Regions from separate parts of the Capra hircus genome. Here region 2 is linked to region 1. A link is a contact called in public Hi-C data. All regions are on one chromosome and are shown on one strand. The core of a region is the stretch at or near the end of the contact, and the rest is flanking DNA. Distances in the headings are between cores, read along the strand shown.

Region 1 (4,054 bases), core at 505-3,004:
GTATGTGCACTTTTTTTTAGACACAATGCTACTGCACACTTAGACTACTGTATGGTGTAAAAAACTTTTATATGCACTGGAGGAAACAAAAAATTGGTACAGATCATTTTCTTGTGATACTTGCTTTATTGCACCGGTCTGGAACTGAACCTGCCGTATCTTCCAGGTACACCTGTGTTTAGGACTTCCCAGGTGACTCAGTGGTAAAAGAATCTGCCTGCCAAGCAGGAGATGCTGGTTCGATCCCTGGGTCGGGAAGATCCTCTGGAGAAGGAAATGGCAACCCACTCCAATATTCTTACCTGGGAAGTCCCATGGACAGAGCAGCCTGGCAGGCCCTAGTCCAAGGGGTCGCAAAAGAGTTGGACACAGCTGAGTGACTAAACAACATTTGTATTTGGTTTCCCAGGGAGCAGTCACAATGAGCCATGACTCAAAATAGCACAGTGATAAAGGTCACTTGAAGAGCACCTGTGAAGTGCTTTTCATGCATTCTCCTTTAACTGATTATAACATCCATCTGTTAACTTACTAAAACTAACATGTAGTTATATTTCTAAATAGAAGAAAATGCAAAGACAATAATAAAAGTCATCATAATTCTAGAGATAAATGCTATTAACCTGAACATGCAGTTCATGTAGTAATAAAAACTGATCACTTAGTTATAAATAGAAGAAAATGCAAAGACAACAATAAAAATCATCATAATTCTAGAGATAAACACTATTAACCGTTTCCCCCTACTAAGAACTTTTTCCTTTTTTGGACCATGCCTTGTGGCTTGTGGGATCTTAATTCCTCTGCCAGGGATAGAACCTGGCCTTCGGCAGTGAGAGCATGGCCAAACCACTGGACCACCAGGAAGGTCCCTGGACTGTCTATTTTGAATAAAACCACCACGAACATTTTCACAGAAGTCTTTATGTGAACCACACATGTTCACTGGATCCTTGGAAGAACCCTAGGAGCAACACACTGTTGTTATTCCCATTTTATAGATGATCAAACTGAGGCTTAGAGAGGTTAAATTTCTAGCCCACAGCCACAAAGACAGTAAAAGCTGAAATCAAGATTTGAGCTCTGGTTTGTCTAACTGCAGGATCTTTCAGTTTTATTCCCTCACTGTGGTATCTTTCCATCACAGCTGATTGAAGTCATTAAGTCTAGAAACAAATGGGTCCTCCTCTCAATGACCTGTTGTTCATAACAGTTTTAGCTCAAGTACAGTGGGTGATATTGATAATGATGGCTCTGAGTCACCCAGAAAAGATTCTATTAAACCTGCATTTGAAGTGGGCAAAAATATGTAAGACGTCTTACAGAAATTTCTAGCCAAGGTCACTACAGTAAAAGCAAGCAAGCAAGCAAAGAAAAGTTTTGCTACTCAAAGCTCTGTTGTCTGGAATTCTCACTTAGGTGTAGTACGTCCTCTCCTCTCCGGAGGAAGCCAGACACAGAAGGCATTACTGACTATACAGAACAGTATGTAAATAATGCTTGTATAAGAAACCACTGTGTTCTTTGTAGAGCCAGACAGAATAGGTTTTTGGAGAACCGGTTTTCTGCCGGTTCTTGCTTTGAAAGTTGTTGCTAAGCAATGTTGCTAATATTATGGAAAGACAGCTTTCCTCACTTTTCCACTCAGCCCAGAAAACCTAGCGTTGGAAGTGGCTCCAGTGGTAGCAAGGGTTGGCAGGATTTGCTAATCAGTGAGGTGGGGACTGACTGGGGACCCTGGGTGTGAGATGACTGTGCTGCAGGCCACCCGCCCTCCACCTCATCTGCTCCCAGTTCTCCGGAATGACCCCGGGCAGCCTCCATGCAAAATCTACGTCTTTCTGTTCATCAGGAATTTCACACATGGAAGAATCCTTTTGAATGTTTCTACTGTGGGAAAAATTATAGTCATGCTATAGACATGCTTAGATTCATCGATTCAAAATGCCATAAATAGGGGCGTCCCTGGTGGTCCAGTGGTTGAGAGTCCACCTTCCAGCGCAGGGGACAGAGAGCGATGCAAGAGAGATCTTCGTCAACACGTTGACTCTCCTCCCAGCTCCTAACCTCCCCTCTCTCAGAACTCACAACCAGCCCTGTTCGATCCCTGGCCAGGGAGCTAAGATCTCACATGCCACAGGGCAACTATGAACCCCCGCCACAACAGAGCCCACGCAGAGTGCCTAAGACCTAACACAACCACATAAATAAACTGGGTTCCAGGATCACTCTTAAAAGAATTCCACAAATAAACCAGAAAGAAGTACTTTAAATACCTTTAGGAACCCAAGAAAAAGATGAAAAACTCCTTTCTTCTTCCGCCTACCGCCCCACCCCTCTCTTGTAATTCCTGAACAGGAAATCAGCAAAGTTCTGATGGACGTTGTCCATTGCAGGCTCTGGATACCAAATGGTGTGTGGCCCAAGGGCCGGATGCCTGCCGCTGAGTGGGATATGTGGGCTTCCTCGGGTTTGGTTTCCTTTGCCTAGAGCTTGGAAATGCCACACAAATCACTGAGATCCGTTTCCAGAATCTGAGCCAGTTTCTCGGCAGATCCTCTGTTCGGTAGGATGTGTGTGGCTCCGGGGAGGTAGGCTGAGCTGCGGTTCCCAAACTTGGCTCCTGTGCCCAGCCTGGGCATGGCCTGTTGCTGTTACCGAAGGACCCTGTTGTGGGATGGACCCCTTTTGGGGGGCTGGTTGTGAGTTCTGAGAGAGGGGAGGTTAGGAGCTGGGAGGAGAGTCAACGTGTTGGCGAAGATCTTTCTTGCATCGCTCTCCCTCCTTTCAAAATAGAAACTGCTTCCCCACCTCAAATGACCTTCCCAGTCTTTCCCTTCCCTCCCCTTTCCCTCTCCCCTTCCTCTCCGCCCCTCCTCCCCCCTCCTCTTCTGCTCATTTGGTGATGTCCCAGAGACGCAATAGTAACGTTGTCCAGCAGGGGGCGCTGACGTACCTGCCACGAATGAACGTCAGTCTGGTTCTCTGCAAGCCCAGGTGTGAGTGCTCTGCTGAAAGGAGTCATGGGGGTGGGGTTGGGGGGCTTCTGAGTGATTTCTCTGAGCTGGAGCTGGTGTGTGTGTGAGTGTATCCTCAAAGGCATAAGAGCGTGAGGGGTGCTGACCCGTCCTGAGCAAATCTAATACTGTAAGGTTTTAACTCTTGAATTGCTCCAAAGTTGGTGTGATGGCTGGGCACACTGTCCCCTGCAGAAGGGGACAAGCAAGACATCTAAAAATAGCTGGTTTTCGTAAAAGGCCCCACCCCGTGTGGCTCCGCAGCCCCGGTTGCCCCACATCTACCCACGATCCTAGCCAAGAAGGGCTGCGATCCTTTTGGAGAGTAGTGGAGGTGGGGGTGGGGCGCGGAGGGAGCACTTGCTTTGGGCTCTCAGACCTGGGCGCTGGCAGCGGGGCTGAGTCCTGGTTTCACACGGATGTGTCTCCTGGAGCGGCTTCCCGGGCACAGAAGGCTCTTTTCTTCAGGACCAAGCATGCGTGTCTGTCTGCCTCACCCCACTGGCCCCTTAGGAATGGGGCTGTGCAGCTGTCTGCCCTCTGTTCATGATTAACTCCCCCATCCCCTCCTCATTTCCAGCTCCCACCCAGCCCCCCCCAACCCCGAACCGCCCCCCTCCACCCCCCCCCCCCCAGCCTTTGGGTTTCCTTGGATTGGGGGCAGAGACCCAGATTGGCAGCTGCCTGGCACTTTGTTCTCAGGGACTGTGGACTGGAAAGAGGGGAGGGCTGGAACAGACCTTGGAGGTCCTGCGAGCTGGGACACCTCTACAGATAAACTGCTGCTAAATGACTTGGGATCTGGGAAGAGACCCCTGCTCTGACCACTTCTGTCCTCACTGACCTCATTCCCTGTAGTCTGGAAGCGTCCAGCCTTCTCAGTCCACCCCAAAGTGCCCCATGGATGTGGCCCTGGAGGGCCTTTGAGTCACCTATCTGAAAAATTGTTCCCTTTTGATTCTCTTTCAAACTTTGTGATTTCTTCAAGGACAGTGTCTTCATTTTGCACAAGTGTGTAGCTAACATCTAATGCTTGT
Region 2 (4,054 bases), core at 895-3,394, 130 kb after region 1:
GAAGGCTATATACATGGCCCTGGATAAACATTTGGATGGAGAAGAGCTCTGGGTAGTTGGGTACATGGAGGTGGCGCCTAGGGCAGAGATCTGGGCAGGGAGTCATCAGGGCAGAGCCGTGGGAGGGCAGGATGGTCCAGGGAAACGGGGCAGGGGTAGAGGGCAGAAGGCCTGAGTTAGCTGCAGCGTTTGTGAGTGTGGAGCTCAGACAGGAGGTAGGTCCACACCGTCGCCCGGATGCAGTTGATCAGAATAGCAGCCCTTGGGCCAGGTGTCTGGATCCCCCTAGGGAGCAGGCACGCCTCTGCCACCAGTGCCAGCTTCACAACGCCTGTTTTCCCTTCCAGGACCGGACGAGGGCCGCCCTCCTGGACAACCTTCACGATGAACTCCATGCCCACACTCAGGCCATGCTGGGACTGGGCCCAGAAGAGGACAAGTTTGAGAATGGGGGCCATGGGGGATTCCTGGAGTCTTTTAAGGTACAGGCACAAGAGTGGCTGGCTATTGCTAGGGCAGCGAGGTGTGTGTGTGTGGGGGTGGACCCAGGGAAGACAGCAGGGCAAAGTCCTCGTGATCCTAACCCCAGAGCCCAAGTGCCAACCAGAGGGGCGTGGGCAGCAGGGGCATCACAGCTGTTTGCAGAGGGCAGGGGCATCGGGGAATGTGAGCAGTCGGAGCACCAACAGCGTCTCTGGCCATCTTCTACCTCCTTTCTTTGATCTGTGTCATCTCCTCCTGGTCTGGTCGGGTAGGCAGAGATGGGGGAAGCGTTAGCAGCAGGAGAGGAGCCTGTGCAAAATAAGAACATTACCGCTTTCATCTGCCTCTTTCAGTGGCTGGGGACCCCAGGGCAGGATAGCAGAGGCAAGGACACAAGCCTTAGGGGTCTCTGGCAGCCAGTGTGGGAAACTGCAAGGGTTGTTCCCAACTGGCAGGGCAGTGGAGGACCTGGCCAGGGCCGGTGGGATGGAGTTACAGGCAAGTCCTTGTGGACTTGGCAAAGCGGAGACTTTTTTCTAACCAGAGAGCGCTACTAAAATAAGTACTGAACCTCCTGTCCCTGGACGTGTTCACGTCGGGCTTTGACAGACACTTGGGATAAAGAGGCTAATCGTCACTCGCTTGCCAAGTGCTTGCTGGTCTACCCAGTATTTACACCCATCATCCAATCTGAGCTTGGCTGTCGTCTTGTGCAGTTGGCAGAACTTGGGTCTTATTGTTGGATTGGTCAAAAAGGTCATTTGGATTTTTCCATAGTATCTTTTGGGAAAACCCGAACGAACGTTTTGACCAAATCAATATTTTTCACTCACACACCAGGGGATAGACTGAGTGAGGCCGAAGGGCTGCTTGGAATGTTACCCCTACAGGAGAGGTGGAACCTTGTTTCAAACCCAGGTTTTCTGGTCTTTAGGTCCGTGTTCTGCTGGATTGCCCATTGCACAATGATTTATAAAGCTGCCATTTTGGTGGCAGTATGTGTGAGGTCGGGTCGAACCTGCCCATATTAGAATCCCAGCCCTATGTGATCCTGGGCACGGTCTTTAAAGTCTCTGAGCTGCGGATTCCTTACCAACAATGCAGGGATGATCAATAGGACCTCTGTCGTGGAGTCAGTGGGAAAACTCATTGAAATAATGCCTGGAAAAGTGCATGTGGCCTGGAATACGAGAAGCGCTCAGTGGAGGTGTTAGCTGGTATTACTGTTTTCATGGAAAGTGAAAGCTTAATGCACACTATCCCATCAAAAGCCTCACGACTGCCCTCTGCCCTGTGAGGAAGGCTGTTATTATAGGCAGGATAATCTTGGTTTGATAATTCACACTCAGTTTTAATAACGATGGGTGTGATTTTACATGTGAGGAAGCTAAGACTCAAAGAGACAAAGCAGTTTGTCCCAAGTCACCCAGCAGACACGGGAGTTAAATCTGGGTCTGCCAGATTCCAAAGGCTCTTGTTCTTAGCAGCTACATGACACTGCCTCCTGGTTCCCGACTCTGTTAGGACTCCACCCATGCTAGCCTGGCCCGGACAAGCCTGGGGTCCATCCCTGGCTGCCAGGCTGGACTGTAGAGAGCAGGGCAGGGCTCTGCTGGCCTAGTTGGGGCCAGCTGCTGAGATTCCTTACAGGGGTGGGGGTAGGAGCCAAGCTGCTTGCTGAGGCTGGCAGGAGATTCCTGGGGCATCTGTTTCAGTCCTGATGGTCAGAGCCAGGCAGGGTGAAATAGAAATTGGGAGATCAAGAAGAAAGGGGGATGAGGGATAAGAGACGAGATGAAAGGGGAAGAAGGAGGGAGCCAGGTTGGCTGGCCCAGCCAAGAGAGGGGTGACCGTACCAGGTAATTGGGAAAACCTTTGTAGGTTCCCCCAACCCCCCATCACGGCAAGCACATCAAGCTGTTCCTGAGTCCCACAGCCAATGTAATTCATGTAAGACTCGAGCTGCAGGTGGCTAGCTACCATCATGCTGTATATTGCAGACATGTAACGAAGCCTCTGTTGCTTTCGATTTTGCAGGTTTTTTTCTGTATCGAGGAGTTAATAATTAATTTTTTAGATTTCAAGTGTTTCTATAATCTGAAAAAGCTTGTAGGCTGTGGACAGTGGATAAAATGGCCCCAGCAGCTACAGACAGGCTGTGAGTCTAAGGGAGAGTAGCCTGAGGCCGTTTGTCCAGGCTCTTGCCTCCAGCTGGAGAAGCAGTAGTATCTTTGACTCCAGGGGGTCCAGTTAAAGGGCTTTTCCAAGAGACATGCTTCAAGACTTTATCATTGCTCGTCTTTGATCCCGTAATCCCGGGAATCCATCTTTTCAACCCTAAATCCTTCCAAGTGTAAGCTGAAGATAGACTCGCCTCTGCCTTCTGTTTCCCTGTCTGTCTGCCTTTGAGGCAGCACTGTTGGGTAAGGGGAGGGGATAGTCACGTCATGGTCTCTGTCGTGGTCAGTCACACGAGTAAGCCTTCAGAGCTCTGCCAGTTATGATTAGCTTATTTTTTGCAAACCTTGCTGGGAACACAAGTTCTTTCTCCCTGTCCCTTCCATTGTTGCCCGCATGTCTCCCAAGCTGGGGGCAGGCCAGGTGTAGTGGCATGAAGCCCAGTAGATGAGAGGGTTCTGATGTTTGGGCCGTGCCTGTGACCTTGCCTTGGGTCTGACCCAGCTCAGGAAACCGTCTCTAGTTTTGGTATTTCTTTAGGGGCCACTTGAGTGGTGTTGGGTGTCAGAATCACTGGCATTCCCTTGGAACTCCTCACCCAGACCTCCGTGGAATCATTCATAGAAACGGTGTAGGAAATGACCTCAGGAAGAAAAGTTGCGTCTTTCATCTCTTTCTTGTCAAATTTCTCATCTCATAGGCACGTGGAAACAGAACAGAGAATTCCCAGGACTGAAAGCCATCTCAGCCCTCTCTCCCCTTGCCTCTGATTGTTCTTCCTTCACCTCCAGGGCAGACCCATCACTGCCCTGGGCTGTGCTGCCCGGCACATTACTTAGAATAGCTCTTCATCTGTTACTTCAATCCCCTTGGCTCTCACTTAAGCTTTTCTCTCTTGAGAAACAGAACCGCTCGTTTGTGAGCATCTAGGCATGCTTTTCAAACTGAGATGCTTAGAAATATTCTGAGGAATCTGCCCGTTTACAAACACTTTGAAATTTGGCACTGTTGCTTTAGATGAGTATCTATCTGGTGCTTTGCAGGTGGTGCTGGTGGTAGAGAACCCGCCTGCCAATGCAGGAGATGTAAGAGATGTGGGTTCAGTCCCTGGGTCAGGAAGATCCCCGGGAGGAGGGCATGGCAACCCACTCCGCTAGCCTTGCCTGGAGAATCCTATGGACAGAGGAGCCGGGTGGGCTACATTCCATGGGGTCGCGGAGTCAGACACGACTGAAGTGACTTAGCACACATGCACGTGTAAGTATCCATCTATCTGTATGTGCATTTTTCTAATTATAGGGGCTAAACTTTTACCTTGAAACTCACCATTAAAAGATATTTCTATGGACTAGGTAGGTATATTGCATATACCGTCCAGGGACCACTGTTGTTG

What was found. A called contact is a pair of places that touch in the nucleus more often than the background predicts.
Region 2: a contact with region 1 is called in a Hi-C map of blood, with 4 times the contacts expected there. The contact joins two enhancer-like sites. A contact is called at or near these places in 2 of 5 Hi-C or Micro-C datasets (blood and liver).

The regions. Positions count from the first base shown.
Region 1 is chr19:23,502,522-23,506,575 of ARS1.2, forward strand. All of the region lies in intron 3 of RAP1GAP2 (rap1 GTPase-activating protein 2), which reads left to right. Among named protein-coding and RNA genes, the nearest start is that of RAP1GAP2, 67 kb to the left of the region's middle. Within about 2 kb of position 1,755, at least 2 of the 5 cell types and tissues checked have an H3K27ac peak or open chromatin away from gene starts, as enhancers often do.
Region 2 is chr19:23,628,302-23,632,355 of ARS1.2, forward strand. It overlaps RAP1GAP2 (rap1 GTPase-activating protein 2), which reads left to right. Exons shown (of 26, transcript XM_018064418.1): 18 at 348-482. Among named protein-coding and RNA genes, the nearest start is that of RAP1GAP2, 190 kb to the left of the region's middle. Within about 2 kb of position 2,145, at least 2 of the 5 cell types and tissues checked have an H3K27ac peak or open chromatin away from gene starts, as enhancers often do.